Linked DNA regions of Anser cygnoides: region 1 is linked to region 2. Evidence: chromatin contacts called from public Hi-C data. All regions are on one chromosome and are shown on one strand. The core of a region is the stretch at or near the end of the contact, and the rest is flanking DNA. Distances in the headings are between cores, read along the strand shown.

Evidence for each region. Hi-C and Micro-C count contacts between places; a contact is called where the count stands out from the background.
Region 1: a contact with region 2 is called in a Hi-C map of granulosa cells, with 1.6 times the contacts expected there. The contact joins the enhancer-like site here to the promoter of ETS2 in region 2. A contact is called at or near these places in 3 of 7 Hi-C or Micro-C datasets (granulosa cells and liver).

The regions. Positions count from the first base shown.
Region 1 is chr1:116,000,011-116,007,084 of Taihu_goose_T2T_genome, forward strand. No RefSeq gene overlaps it. Among named protein-coding and RNA genes, the nearest start is that of PSMG1, 66 kb to the right of the region's middle. Within about 2 kb of position 4,646, at least 1 of the 3 cell types and tissues checked has open chromatin away from gene starts, as enhancers often do.
Region 2 is chr1:115,921,005-115,927,657 of Taihu_goose_T2T_genome, forward strand. ETS2 (ETS proto-oncogene 2, transcription factor) reads left to right here and starts at 4,504. Exons shown (of 10, transcript XM_048071484.2): 1 at 4,504-4,872.

The DNA of each region.
Region 1 (7,074 bases), core at 3,396-5,895, 79 kb after region 2:
GATGATGGTGGCAGTTTTCGGATGGAGTTGCAAGAGAAAGTTGCTTTTGCCATTTCCAAGATTAATTTCATGGGGTCCAGATGTGGAGAGAGTAGAAGCAGTCTCCTTGACACACTGGAGATCTGGCAGAGGTTTCCAGCTGGCAAAAGGTCTGAAAGCAAGCAGCGATGTTTTCAGTGTTTTGGGTTGATCACAACAGGAACTTTACCAAACAGCCTCTTGGGTCTTCCGGTCAAACTGGCGGGGAAGCTGCTGCCATCTTATCTGCCAGATCGTTTTCTGGAGGACAGATACCATGACACAATCTTTTTGAGACATAAAAGTGATGCTTCCCTGCCTTAGATACTGACCTGCTGTAGATATCTACCCATGCTTAATACAGATGTTGTTACCTTCCCTCAGGGGAATCACAGGACTAAGGGTGAAATATATATGCATCAGTCTGGGCTGTAGAGCAGAGCACTCCCAGAAAGGAGCAGAGAGGCTGCTGAAGCCTGTAGTATGGCTCATGCCTGAATCTGATGACCACAGCTCTGGGCAAGCAGCTCTACTACGAAATGATGGATTTTTCAGATCCATTTAGAAACAAAGATGAGCAAAACCAACCAAAAAACCCCACATTCAGGAAGTGAAATTGGCACCGAAGGAGTCGTGGAGCCTGGTCGGTGGCTCCAGCACACACATGTTCACGATCATCCACCAGAAGTGCCATGGCAAGCCACACTGCCAGCTGCAGGAAGAAGCAGCAAGTGCGCAGAAACTCTCCGTGCCGCCCTTCCCCTCACTTAAAATTCCAGATTAATAAGCACTCCCCACAGAAGGGAGAATTCTTAGCGGTGAGTCACAGGATTATTATTTTTTGTTTATAAGACACACCTACTAATTTTACTCTGGATAGAGGCACACATCATGAACCATGGGCACGTGACCAATATTGGAAAAACTAATGTTGCACATAACACAACTTGATTTTCAATCACATCTTTCCTTGGCTTTCACAGGGACAGTCCCTTAGCATGTTATTAAATGGTTACTCAATGCAGGAGGGTGCTGGAAGGGTCCCTGGTGGTGCCTTGTCACAGAACCGATGCAGAATGGGGCTGCCAGAAAGCTGCTGAGAAGTTGGAGGTGGGTGCTCAGCCGGTGCCCACCAGCACTGACACCAGTGGGAGCCCCTCAGCAGACAGAAGCAGTCAGTGGGACAGCAAAAAAATAAATCCCAGATGATATTTTCATCCAGCATGACCAGGGGATGATATTTTCATCCAGCATGACCAGGGAATGCTCCACAAGCAGATTTGGGACCGGAGAGCATACAGCCTCATAAGATGGTGAAGACTGCCTCCAGGATCCATCTTTCACAGAGACAAAGTGCTCCAGCAAAGTAAAAGGACCCCCGAGTGGGTGGGAAGGCGCCTGCTGCCAGAGTGTGGATGGGAATCAGGCCTGACAGCCTTTACACAGCACAGCCACCCCACACAGCGGTGCAGAGCCAAATGAGAAGGCGATCCAATTGCAATAACAGGAATTTAGGCAACAAGAAAGTTTGGAAGCAGCAACGCAACCAGTTGGACTACAGCGAGGACTAATGTTGACAGATCTGCCAGCTCCAAAACACAGGAAAAATATGCTGTAATAACACAAAAACCATGACCCACAGCTCAAGTGTTGAGTTTTGTAAAACTTAATGCTATTCTGATAATTCAGTTTAATTCTGCAGGCATATTGTGGCCATCAGTTTGAGCTTTCTCCCACAAACACATGATCTAGAAACATGCCATGGTGCAAAGAGCATCAAGTCTGGACCCCTGTGCAGCCGGTCACCTGCTTCTGCACCCTGCAAACAGCACCGTCTGCTCCGTGACTCCCCGAACGATGTGAGAGTTGGGCACCTGGCCCTGGGACTTGTGAAAAGCCCCTCCCAAGCCCCTTCACAAACCCGCTTGCCCATGTTTCTACTGATAGTCGGAGGGCAGACTGCCACCTACTGAACCTCTCTTCCTCCCTGTCCTCCTCCTCCTCTGAGATGAGAAAAAATTGGCCAAGGAAACCCCCATGGCTGGTGTGGGGCAACCTGAACATGTTTAATGGAGGGAGCTCAGCAGGCAAAGATCATCCAAGTCCCCTGCCATGGGCAGGGACACCTCCCACCAGACCAGGCTGCCCAAAGCCCCATCCAGCCTGGCCTTGAGCACCTCCAGGGATGGGGCACCCGCAGCTTCTCTGGGCAGCCTGGTCAAGTGCCTCACCGTCCTCACTGTGAAGAATTTCCTCCTAATGTCTAGTCTAGATCTATCTTCTTTTAGTTTAAGACCATTCCATCTTGTCCTATGATTATCTACTGGAGTAAAGAGCCACTCCCCATCTTTTTTATAAGATGGAGATGTAGGTGGCCTTTAAATATTGAAAGGTCACAATGAGATCTCCCCGGAGACCTCTCTTCTCTAGGCTGAACATTCCCAGCTCTCTCAGCTTTTCTTCATAGGAGAGGTGCTCCAGCCCTCTGAAAGTCCTATGAAAGGGCATGAGCTACTTGACAAAGCCCCATCTAACAGAACTGCTGCATTCTCTATGTGGAAAAAAAGTCCAATAGAGAAAAATAGTATTCAAGCAAAACAGAGGAGTCAGAGTGGCACACAGATAAGCACAGGGAAACCTGCACATCCCAGAGACTAACACCTTCTCAGCAGACACCTGCAAGAAAGTGTCTTGTGAGTTTCTTGCCACCTTCTCCCCTTGGCCCTCCCCTCCTTTCCAGAGGGAAATCAGTTGCCCATATTCTTCTGCTAATGCCAGGGCTTAGGAGCTCCTGCTCACCACAGACCCACATTTCCCTGAGTCCAGAGAACGGGAGAGACAAGGCCCCAGGTGATGACAAGGCCCCAGGTGATGACAAGACACAGTGGAAACTTCATGTAGCTGAGAACCATAAGAGTCAAAGGCAAGACACCAGGCAGAGCTCACCAGTCAGGGTAGCAGAGCCCTGCAGAAGCTCTGGGCATGCCCTATGGGAACTGCTGCATGGGGCTCAGCAGCCTCTGCAGGTCATTTCCACCCACAACCTTGGATTTGCATTATCCAGCATAAACCTCAACTGATGTAGCTTCAACATAAGAGATGTCCTTGAGGGTCCACGTGTAGGTGTCTTAGTCACAGGCTGGCTACACTTGCAATAAATTGTGGTTGCCCAGAACCAAATCCCTGCTGGCAATCCAGTGATCTCTCCATATATATATATGTGTGCATGTTTTTTTGCCAAATCTGGCATAAAGAGAGCAAGTCTCACTGTGCTTTATTTCTGGAACTCAGAGAGATTTTTGATGTCATCGTTCATTGGGAAGAAACAAGTTCAGCCAAATTATACATATCCCTCCTCTCCTTAGAGGCCAAAGTATAATAGGGATGCAAAAAAACACCTCATTAAGTATGTCTGGATATAACAAGCATCTTTTAACCAGTTGTTCAACCTTGTTCATTCTGTGGCATCCTAACGGAGTAAATAATAACATGCCAGGGGAGGTAAAAACACCTCTGAACACCATTTAACATAGTGATTGGGTGTTACTGCTATGAAATATGCTGGCTAAGCAGAGAAGAGTGGCAGGGTGGAAGCTGTTGGAAACCCAAGGACAGCCAAAGCAACAGGTCCATGCTCAGCTGGCCTCGGTCCTGTTGTTGTAAAATAGGAGTGACACGTTGCACACTGCGTAGGTAATTACAGCCATTTAGCACTCATTTGCATTCCACACAATGCAGCCAAGGTATAAATATAATTACGTCCTTGTCTGGAGCTGTTCTTCAGGTTAACCTCCCACCGGCCAAGCAGCCAACTCCCCAGTTAAAAAGATTAATATTTAAAAGTGCTAAATCCACAGCTAAACCCAGGGCTCAGACCTCTGGAGCAGCTCTGAGGCAGACCCCCTGGGTGCCCAGTCCTGTCACAGAGGGCCAGCAGAACATCCCACCCCAAAACATCCAAACACCACCCGCAACTGAGAAAAACAGGGTCAAACTAAAAGCAAAGCAGGATTAAGTACAGGAAAACATGGGATGGATATAAGAAAAAGCTTCCTGAAAGGAAACTAACATGTGCCTGCAGCTCATTAAGAGAAAGCAAGTTTCCCATTTCTCTTGGGATAGCTGTGTAACTCTTCCCAGCTCTAGCACAGTAAGAGGCTAGCCGGCCGTGGCAGGGACAGAGACTGGGCAAACTGATGGGAACTTTCCACCCCAAGTTTCTGGTGCTGATGTAAGTCGGTGCAAGACCACTGGGGCTGACGGAAGCTGTGTCTATTTATATCACCTGAGGATCTGGCTGATGAATCAGTGCACTGCTGTGGCTGGAAAATACTGCCTCACCGGGAAAATCCCACTTTCAGTGACACAAAATCTGAATGGCAAGGGAGAGAGTTCCCTGCCAGCTCCATAGCAAATGTACTTAAAATTAGGTGGGGCAACGTCCCCACAACAATGAGAACTCACACCAGTTCCTCAATGGCTGTTCAGCTCAATTGACGCTGTCAAAACACTTCTTATTAAGTCTTTCCTATGGCCTTTCCTTTTTTCCAAGATACCCTATGCCTCTCCTTCCTCCAGGCTCTTATCTACTTGCACATGCTCTGCCTCTCGAGAGAATAACCATAACAAACCATGATTTATGTCCAACTTGGAAAATGTGATGACGTCCAGGGTTGCATTTGAATTCCTTCATGTTTGCAAAGTTTAGATGCTGCCCTTGAAGCTGCCAAAGCATTCAGAGCAGGAAGTCAGCAGAAAAAGAAAGATAAGAGGACTGCTGGGGCTAGGACAAATCCCCTTCCACGTGTTTTGTTTTCTTGTCTTTTCATGCTTTAAAACTGAAGAAGAAGAAAGGATCTTCCTCAGCTTCTCTTCCTTTTCCCTTAACCCCTCCTGCTCCCTACCCCCCCTCAAAAAAAAAAAAAAAAAAAGCAAAACAACAACAACAAAAAAAGCAGAATTTATTATGTTTTCTTAATGAAAATTAGGCCAGGGAAGGGAGGCATCTGGAGAGCAAAGACAGTTTTTATTTGATATAAAATATATTTTTTGAAGGAATCATTAAACTCTTAAATGACCCGGGACCCCTGAGCTTCACGGAGCCAGCCTGTGTCCATGTCACTTCACCAGTACTAGTCTGCTCCTGCCATTTCCCCACTCTCAGCCTTTCCCTCCTGTTCCCAGTTCTGCTTTCTGGTCATATCAGGTTTCCAGCAGTGGACACAATATGTGGACACTGGGGCTTTTTGCAGTGCAAACCAAACAATAGCTTGACCTGGGATATTCATTGAACTCATACTGAAAGGGCCTACAGGCCTGACACTGTATGACCCCAAACTTCCCACGTCTTGCAGCCCACACCAAGGCCACCTGAAAACCTGTATGCCAGGGTCAGGGCAGGGCAGGGCTGCGGCAACCGCAAGGGCAGAGACCCCTCAGGAGACCAAGACCATAGCAGGCGAGTGCATTGCTCAGGCTAAAGGCACGTCCGCAGTAACAGGGGACAATGACGGATGCACCTTGTGATGGAGGCCCAGGCATTTGTCTCAGGGGGCCAACACAGAAACATACAAAGCATATTACCAGGTTGTACCCGCTGTCATACACACCCTTCTGCCCTTGTCTGGCCACTTGCCAGCTTGCTCAATAGAAGGCATTGTCAGAGAGATTCAGACAGAGGTAATTGGCTTCAAGAAGTTTCCAACAGCCATTTCCAATCCAAAAGTTCCTAATTGCAGGGTCCTTTTTTGCACAAACAAAGTTTTCTTCAGAAATACGATTGTTTGCAGGGAGATGAAAAGCATCACAAACATGCTTACAATCTGTGAATGTGCTTTCATATACATATTTCTAGTAATGCTCACGCAGCCCTCCTTAGAGCTCCTTGCAGGTCTGGTGAATCACACCCCATAAACAACAAACACTCAAGCAATAGTCATGCTGAATACGGCATGACTAATGCACAAGCAGAAGTTTATTCACAAAGTGTATGCAAATAGCAAACACATCTGTAAGCAACAGCACTTACTTCAGGATAATTTGCAAACAAAAAAAGGGGTTAAGTCTGTCACGCTGATTGCTTACAGAAAGTAGATCACTCAGCCTTAGTCATTTGCATCTCTTTCTGGATTGCAAATCCTACTGGCACAGAACACAGCAGGCCCTTTCATTTATTTTTCTACTCCTCATCCTCCAGATGTTCAAGTCAGACTTGTTTTCTGCAGGGTATTTTATCTTTTTTTTCTTTTTTTTTTTTTTATTTTTTATATGACTTCTCAGCCAGATAATGAAACCTACTAAGGTCACTACCTTGCAGTTGGATAACTATTCAGGCTCTGAAAACTCACAGATATACCTTATTTATTTTTTTCCAGCATTTAAATTGCATGGAGCTTTTTCCAAAGAAGAAGTTACCCCATCAATATTCTGCTTCAGCAGCAATGCAAGGTAAATACTGGGATTCAGCTGCAGAATGAAACAACAAAGCAAACCATTTGTGTCTCAGACACACGAGTAGAGCAGTGCTATTCAACAAGCTTGCATTGAGTGGACTCAGTGAAAAAGCCTATTCTCATACTCGAGAAAAAGAAACCATAAAACTAAGTTTACAAAGGTTCAGAAGAAAAACAGAGATACATCCGTCTCCCCTTCAGTGAATATGTATTCAAATATCTTTTTATGTTGTATTGCCCAGACCACTCCACAACTGGACACAAAAATTCCAAAAACACCAACTCTAATTTAACTTCCCCAAAAGACAAACCCCCAAGTACCTCTTTCATTTGAGACTGGAACAGTAACATCTGCAGTCCATCAGTAAGAGCTTAATTTAGGCATCAGTTCAGCTCATTGCCACTCTGCTGAGCTCCTGGCTCAGAACAGCTAGAAAGTGCAGCAGGTGAGTTTTGTTGTATTTTCCCTCAGCAGGGGAGTGGGTGAGTGGGGAACAGACACTAAATTTGTACTGGCTGTGGGTAGAATTGATAGACAGTGAGTTAGCAAGCTGAATAGACTGAATGTGTTATTATTTCTTAGAGTTTTGGTTGCCTATCAGGA
Region 2 (6,653 bases), core at 3,254-5,753:
CTGAAAACCACATATCCTATAGGTCCCAGCATGTAGTACCATCCAGGTTCAGTTCCACAAATTTCAAAATATTGTGTAAACAGAGATATCTCTCTTATTCACTGACCACAACAAGACTCACCACTGCTCTTTATGTAAGGGTGTGCACAGGCACTAAATGTGCAGCAAGAGGACACGTGGATGAAATCACAGCGTTTCCTTGTCAGAAAGAAACAAACAATTAGACATGACCCCGTGTTCATTTTTGTTCCACAGGTTCTGCCACCACCTTGCTCCTGACTTGTACTCTCACTGCACAAACGTAAGTCAATGGTATGAAAAAGCCAACTGTGCAAAAAGGGAATTTGCTCTGGAAGGTAGGGGTGGGAAAGTAGGTTGAGAATAATAAATAAAGTAATAGGCAACATAAAACAGGCTTCCTAGTAATGGTCCCTCCCATCCCATACTGTAAACATCATTATCAATAAACCTAGTACTTAAGTTTTTTAAATGCTTGTGACAACTTATCAAGTGCTAGCATTCAGCTTTTACAGCCACAGAGGAAGATGCAAAACTCTTGATGTTTTTTCACGACGGGGAGGAGAAGAGGGGAACTGCGCCAACTGCAACACGCAGGACTGCTCTAACTGGTAAGAGGAGTGTGCCTCTGCCTACCCAGACGGGAGAGCACACCTGGTGATGAAGGTCACATCACAGTTATTCATGAGCTGAACAAGAGGATCGTAAACCTGTGCACAAGCAGGGTAATTTTTAAATGAAACCAGCAGTACATAAAATGCAGGGAATAAAAGAAAAAGCTCTGTTGCTAAAGGACATTAAAGTGTATTTTTTTGAGCACAGTCATCCAAAAACAATTATTAAGCTCGTCAGTTTCTGAATACACTTGGCCTTAAAATATTAACATGTGCTTTTTATTTTATGCCTCAAACTGGATGAAATGAATTAAATACACCCAAAATGGTATGAGCAATCCCTTAAGCACTAGCTAGTTTAATGACTGATCTTCTGCTTTAGTATGAAGGGTAAAGGTTTATTTTTTTCTGTCATATGATCCACCATCATACAGTTCATGTGTTAGGCATCTCTCTGTCCACTGGCAACATTACCTGAAGCACGCCTCTAACATTTTCACTAGTTGAAAAAATTAGAAGCAGAAGAACCTTGCATTTTTATACATGGTGGGGCTGACAGCTTACTTAATTTCCTTCAGCTTTATGCAACACAGATGAAATGCAGTGATTTTTGTTACTGTTCAAACATGCTGGCAGAACTTTGACATAGTATTTTTTTCTCTCTGTGGTAATTACTAGTGTTGGTTTGCATGTGCTAAGAATAATGACACACATGAATAACTTGCCATACTTTATGACTCACGGAGATGCCTTCGCAGAAATGATCTTGGTCATATTTTGTTCACCATGTACTGTGGGGAGAGCTTTTCGTTGGGGATAGTTGGTGGTGTTTTATTTTAACAGCTTCTTCCTCACCAAGTGAAGAATATATTACGTATATAAAGACTTCTTGATACCGCCCTTTCCCCAGCCCTGTATAAATATTTTGGTTTAGCTGTATTTGAACCATGGGGCCAACGAGTTTCATCCTTTGTTTCAACCATAACAGCGTGTTGTTTGAAGTCCAAGATAACCAGGTCTCTACTTTCCAAAGCTGTCACTTCCCGAGACCCTTTACGCTGTGATCTTACAGATGCTCCCTGCCGGCATTTCATTGTTAATTGTCTTTGGGGGGCACGAGCAGGCAGCCTCCTTTCATCAATGCATGACCAGGGTGTTTGTTTACCCTACCCAGAGGGACAGGGTGGCCAGGTGCTGAACCCTGTTTTGGTCACCCTGTGATCCCAGGCATTCGCCAAGAAGAGGAGGAGGAGGAGAAAAAGGAGGAGGAGAAGGATGAGGAGGAGGGCCACGCATGCCCCAAACACACATGGGCAGGGGAGCTGAGCCAACATGCAGATGAGTGCTCAGCGCATACTTTGAAAGCACAACAGGGTTTTCACTCCTGAGTGTCCTCTCAGTGTCGCAAGAGAAATTCTGGAGAAGTAAGTCATACCTTCGCTGGAGCTCTGGCTGCAATGCAGCTCTGCCACATACCTGCTGCCTCTCATTCCCTCTTTGTGCTTTAAACCTCTACATTTTTAGGATCTTATTCCCCCTCTGTTTTGGCACGGGCGAGAATACATCCCTGGGATGCCCCAGCACTCAGCTGTTCCTCCTCTCCTCCAGTGAACCTGCAAATTAGCATTGCGGCTGCTCAGGTCAGAAATCTGGGGCCAAATTATCCCCTCGGACAACCATCCATTGCTTTCAGCACAAAACGTCATGTACTTGAATACTGTAACAAATGCGAAAAGTTCCTTCACCTTAATTCACTGCACTACAAGAGGGTCGCTTTTTGGCATATTTCTGAGATACTATTGCAGAGGAAGGAAAAAAGGAAAAAAAAAAAAAAGACCAAAACCAAACAAACATAAACAACCTACTTGCAGCGTGGGTCCTCTTTAAAACAAGAAAGTTATAAACAACAAGGACTGAAAAGAAAAAAATGTTATCTGGACTACCACAGAATCCTAGTACAGTGATTATGCAAATATTTATTATTATTATTATCTTTATCTCTGTGCTTTCTTTTTGTCTTTCTAGCCACTTCAACCCTGAGTACTGGAGCTAGTTCTCCCTCACCCTAAAAAACCAGAAAGCACTAGTGGGTCCACAACAAAAAATGTCCAACGTTTACAGCTTGGTGCTGACGCCATGATTATTCATCAGGTTATACACAGCTCCTCCTTTTATCTCTCTGTATACCAACACACGTGCAAAAAAACACAGATAAGGGCTAAAGCAATTGTGAGGCAGATGGACGCTTCCTAAAATAAAACAAAACACACTTGTACAATACAGAAGCATTTTCAACCAAAACAAAAACTATTTTTTCTTTCTCTCTCTAGCTTTTAGTCTCTGACAATGAGTAGTACAGAGGGAACGCAGACTTATAGAATAATCCAGGTCGGAAAGTAGCTCTTAGTGTCCTTGACACAAGCAGGGCTACCCTCACTGTTCATTTGGGTTGATCAGGTCCATTTTATAAAATATATATCAATTTTGATATATATCATGCACTCAAGCGTACTGAGCGAGTACCATTTGTAAAGGAGCAACAGTGAATTTTATACCAGCAATAAGTGTTGATGAAATTAAATATATGTATATGATAAGAATCACTTTTAAAATAAGATTTTAAATAGCGGAAAATACAGCCAACTTAATCATTTTGCTCCAGATTCCAGCACATCAATTTAGCAAGAAATAAATAACTCCCAGCCTTTCATCTTATCTTTTTGGCAGATGTTTCCCCTGTATAAAGGGTGGCACAATTGTTTTTGTCAGTGTTATAATTAAAACTGCTATCCAGCTGACATACAGTTTTTAATGGTTTCCCTTAGGATTCTAACAGATGTTGCCTTATTAGATCAGGACTCTCCCGAAGTGAGAAATGTCACTGGCATAATCAAGACTTTTCTTCCAGTCTCAACGTGTGCTGTCACAACTTGCCTGGTGACATTTGGCCGTAAGGAAACAAGTAACAGCCACTTTCCTAGGGAGAGGAGGAGGTATTCTGAAGAGTTTGAAAGAAATACCAGAAAAATCTTACTCTGAGGCAACAAGTGGCATGGTCTGGCCTTTGCTGCGGCCAGAAATAGCTGGAGAGCATCGAAGGAGGTGGCCCCGACAACTGCACCACCACCAGCCAAAGGCACTGTAGCTTTCTGTCGGTACGAATAACCACAGCTTCGGCACGTGGCAAAGGGTCATTTGAAATCTGGTGAGGAACCGAGGGGTGGCAGCTACTGGGGGCTCCTGTTCCAAGAGAAGCTACAGCCATACGACACAAGTGTTAATTTGAGATTGGAGTTAGCTTAAATGAAGCAGCGTGTCACAGCAAGCTTGAAGAACAGCATTTTAAAGGCAGTTCAGCTCCCTTGAGGGTCACCAGAAACCAAGAGGAGGAAAGGGTGGAAGCGAGGGTGGATGCACGGGGGCTGCTGCCCTCCCTGGGCCCAGGGTCTCACTTGGGCAGGGGAGGTCACTGGGCACGTCGGTGTTGATTCTCCTATCTTAGCATTCTTGAGGCCGGGCGTTAATTAAGCATGGAAAATGTCCCTGATGAGTTAAATGGTGTATAGATCAGACGGGGCGGCGGGGGGGGGGGGGTAATGTGTTTCTGGAATGACCCCAAACTGCCTTTTTTCCCTTCCCCAAACTGTGGGGGTCCCCTCCCACAGTCCCCCAGCCAGCACAGCCACCCATGGCACCCCCCGGACCCCCAAAACCAGGGCACAGCGGGCTACCCCGCTCCTCCCGCGGCCTCCGCCCCGCTCCCCGCCGCCCCGCTGCCGAAGGGGCCGGGTTCCGGGGGGCGGTCCCCCGGCCGCCACCGCCCCCTGCCCGCTGAAGAGCGCCGGGCAGGGCGGGCGGCGCGGCACAGCGCAGCGCACACGGCTCCGAGCGGCGCCTCCGCCCGGCTCGGCTCGGCTCGGCTCGGCCCGGCAGCGCCCACGCAGCCGCCCGCCTCCCTCCTCCTTCCTCCCGCCCCCTTCCTCCTCCTCCGGGACTCTCCGCTGGGATCGAGCCGGCGCTGCCGCCGCCGCCGCCTCCTCCTTCTTCGCTGCTGTTGTTGTTGGCCGGCTCTGCCCCATCGAGGATATTTTGGCTCCCGGGGAGAGGCAGCGCGCCTTCTTTTCCTTTTTTTTTTTTTTTTTAATTTTATTTTTTTTTTATATTTTAATTTTTTTGGACCCTGCTGCTGCCGGGAAGGGGGCTAGCCGAGGAGCAGGCGAGCTCCGCGCTCGGGGGCCAGGTGAGCGGGGGGCATCCCGGGGGAACCCCGAGCCCGGGGGGGGGGGCTCCGGGCATCGCCCCCAGCCCGGACCCGGGGGGGGTGATGGCGGCCGGCGCCGCCCGCGGCGGGGGAGGGGGCTTGGCCGGGGCAAGGCGGGCAGGAAGGGGTTAACGGGCAGAGGGTGTTCGAAAGGGACCCCAAAAACGCCGGGTCGGGTGAATTTCCCCTGTCTGAGTTTGGGTGCCAAAGGGGGGCTCCCCCCGGCAGCTGTAGGGGGTTGGGCATAGGTGGGAAACGAGATCCTGCTGACAGGAGCCCGGTTACTCCTTTTGTTTGTTTGTTTGTAGGGTTCTGTTTGCTTGGTTTGGGGTTGTTTGTTTCTTTTTTTCTTTGTTTTTAAGAAGAAAAAGCCGTGGAGGTTCTCTCACTGCAGGCACTAGCATGGCTTAGGTCGCCTGGTGGATGGGTTCCCAGCCCGCTCGGGCTGTGGGCGAGCACCCGGTTATTGCTGAAGAGAAGTTGATCAGAATTCAGGAGTATTAGTTAATAAGTGCCTGATCCTGTTGACCCTGTTCTGGTTCACCCGCTCGGCTCTGCGGGGGTGTTGAAGGTGTCCTGCCAGTTAAACCAATTATAGCTGGCAAGTCGCAGTCAGCGGCGGCGGCGGAGGAGCTGGAAGTGAGGCCCAGGCACATCATGCCCTAGTGTCTTTTCTGGACTCAAACAGCAGCTTTTGGAGTCCAGTGGAAAAAAAAAAAAGGCTTTAACCCTTTCATCGTGAGAAGCTATGCTGCCTTGTCGATCCTGATAGCTTGTTGCAGGTCTCGTGCTGGAAGGTGGTCATGCTGCAGGGTAGGAAACTGATGTGTGGTAAGCAAAGGCTCTAGGAACCTGTAACAGCCTGAGAGATTTGGTTAGAGCATTACAAAACGTGGTAGGATCTGCCTGTGTTGTTAGACCAAAGCTCCGATGTCTCTTTTTCACAAGGTGCGTAGCGCACAGGGAAGGCCATGGAAATGCAACGAGTTGGGTTAATGAGCAACGCCAAGTAATGAAGGCTTCTTGTCAACCCTCTGTCTTAGTGCTGTAAGTGTGTCCGAAAAAAACAAACAAAAAGCTGGGAAGGATGGAAACCTTTTAATCAGTGGGAAGGTTCCCAACAGAATTAATGCAGAGGCCAGGACTGCACCTGGAATTGTCAGAAATCCTGTTTGTAGGGCTCACTGGGGATCAGATCTAAGATTACTGAAAATGTGCATAGTGTTTTCACAAGTGCTATCCCACTGGTAAGGCTTATAGCTACTTATCCCTATATAACTGTGCTGATTTCAGCATTGAAACAGGGTATTAGAAATGGCCATATGTTTGTTTGTTTTTAAAAAGCTCAGTTGAATGCAGGGGTAAACAGCTTAAACAGTGGGAAATGTAATGAAAATATTAGGATGCTTGCTGAGTGAGACTCATGCTGTGTAAAATTCTTTGGTGCTCAATGAGATGTGTAATTTAGCACAAATATTTGTATACACTATTTGAGGTGAAACCCATCATTCAGTAGGTTGCACTTTTGGGTAGCGTTAATGAAGTATAAGTTGACTGTTCTTTTTGTATCCAGTTGATTTGTTTTGTTTTGGTGATAAGCCCCATACATCTCATAACAGTGAAGTTGAAATGGGCCTTTCAGATTAAGGACTCTTATTATTATATTTTTTTTGGTGATTGCTTATATAGGAGGATGAAAGGGATCTGTCTTTAGCTGTTGGGTATTTTTCTCTTCCTCTGCTATACAGACAGACTTTGAA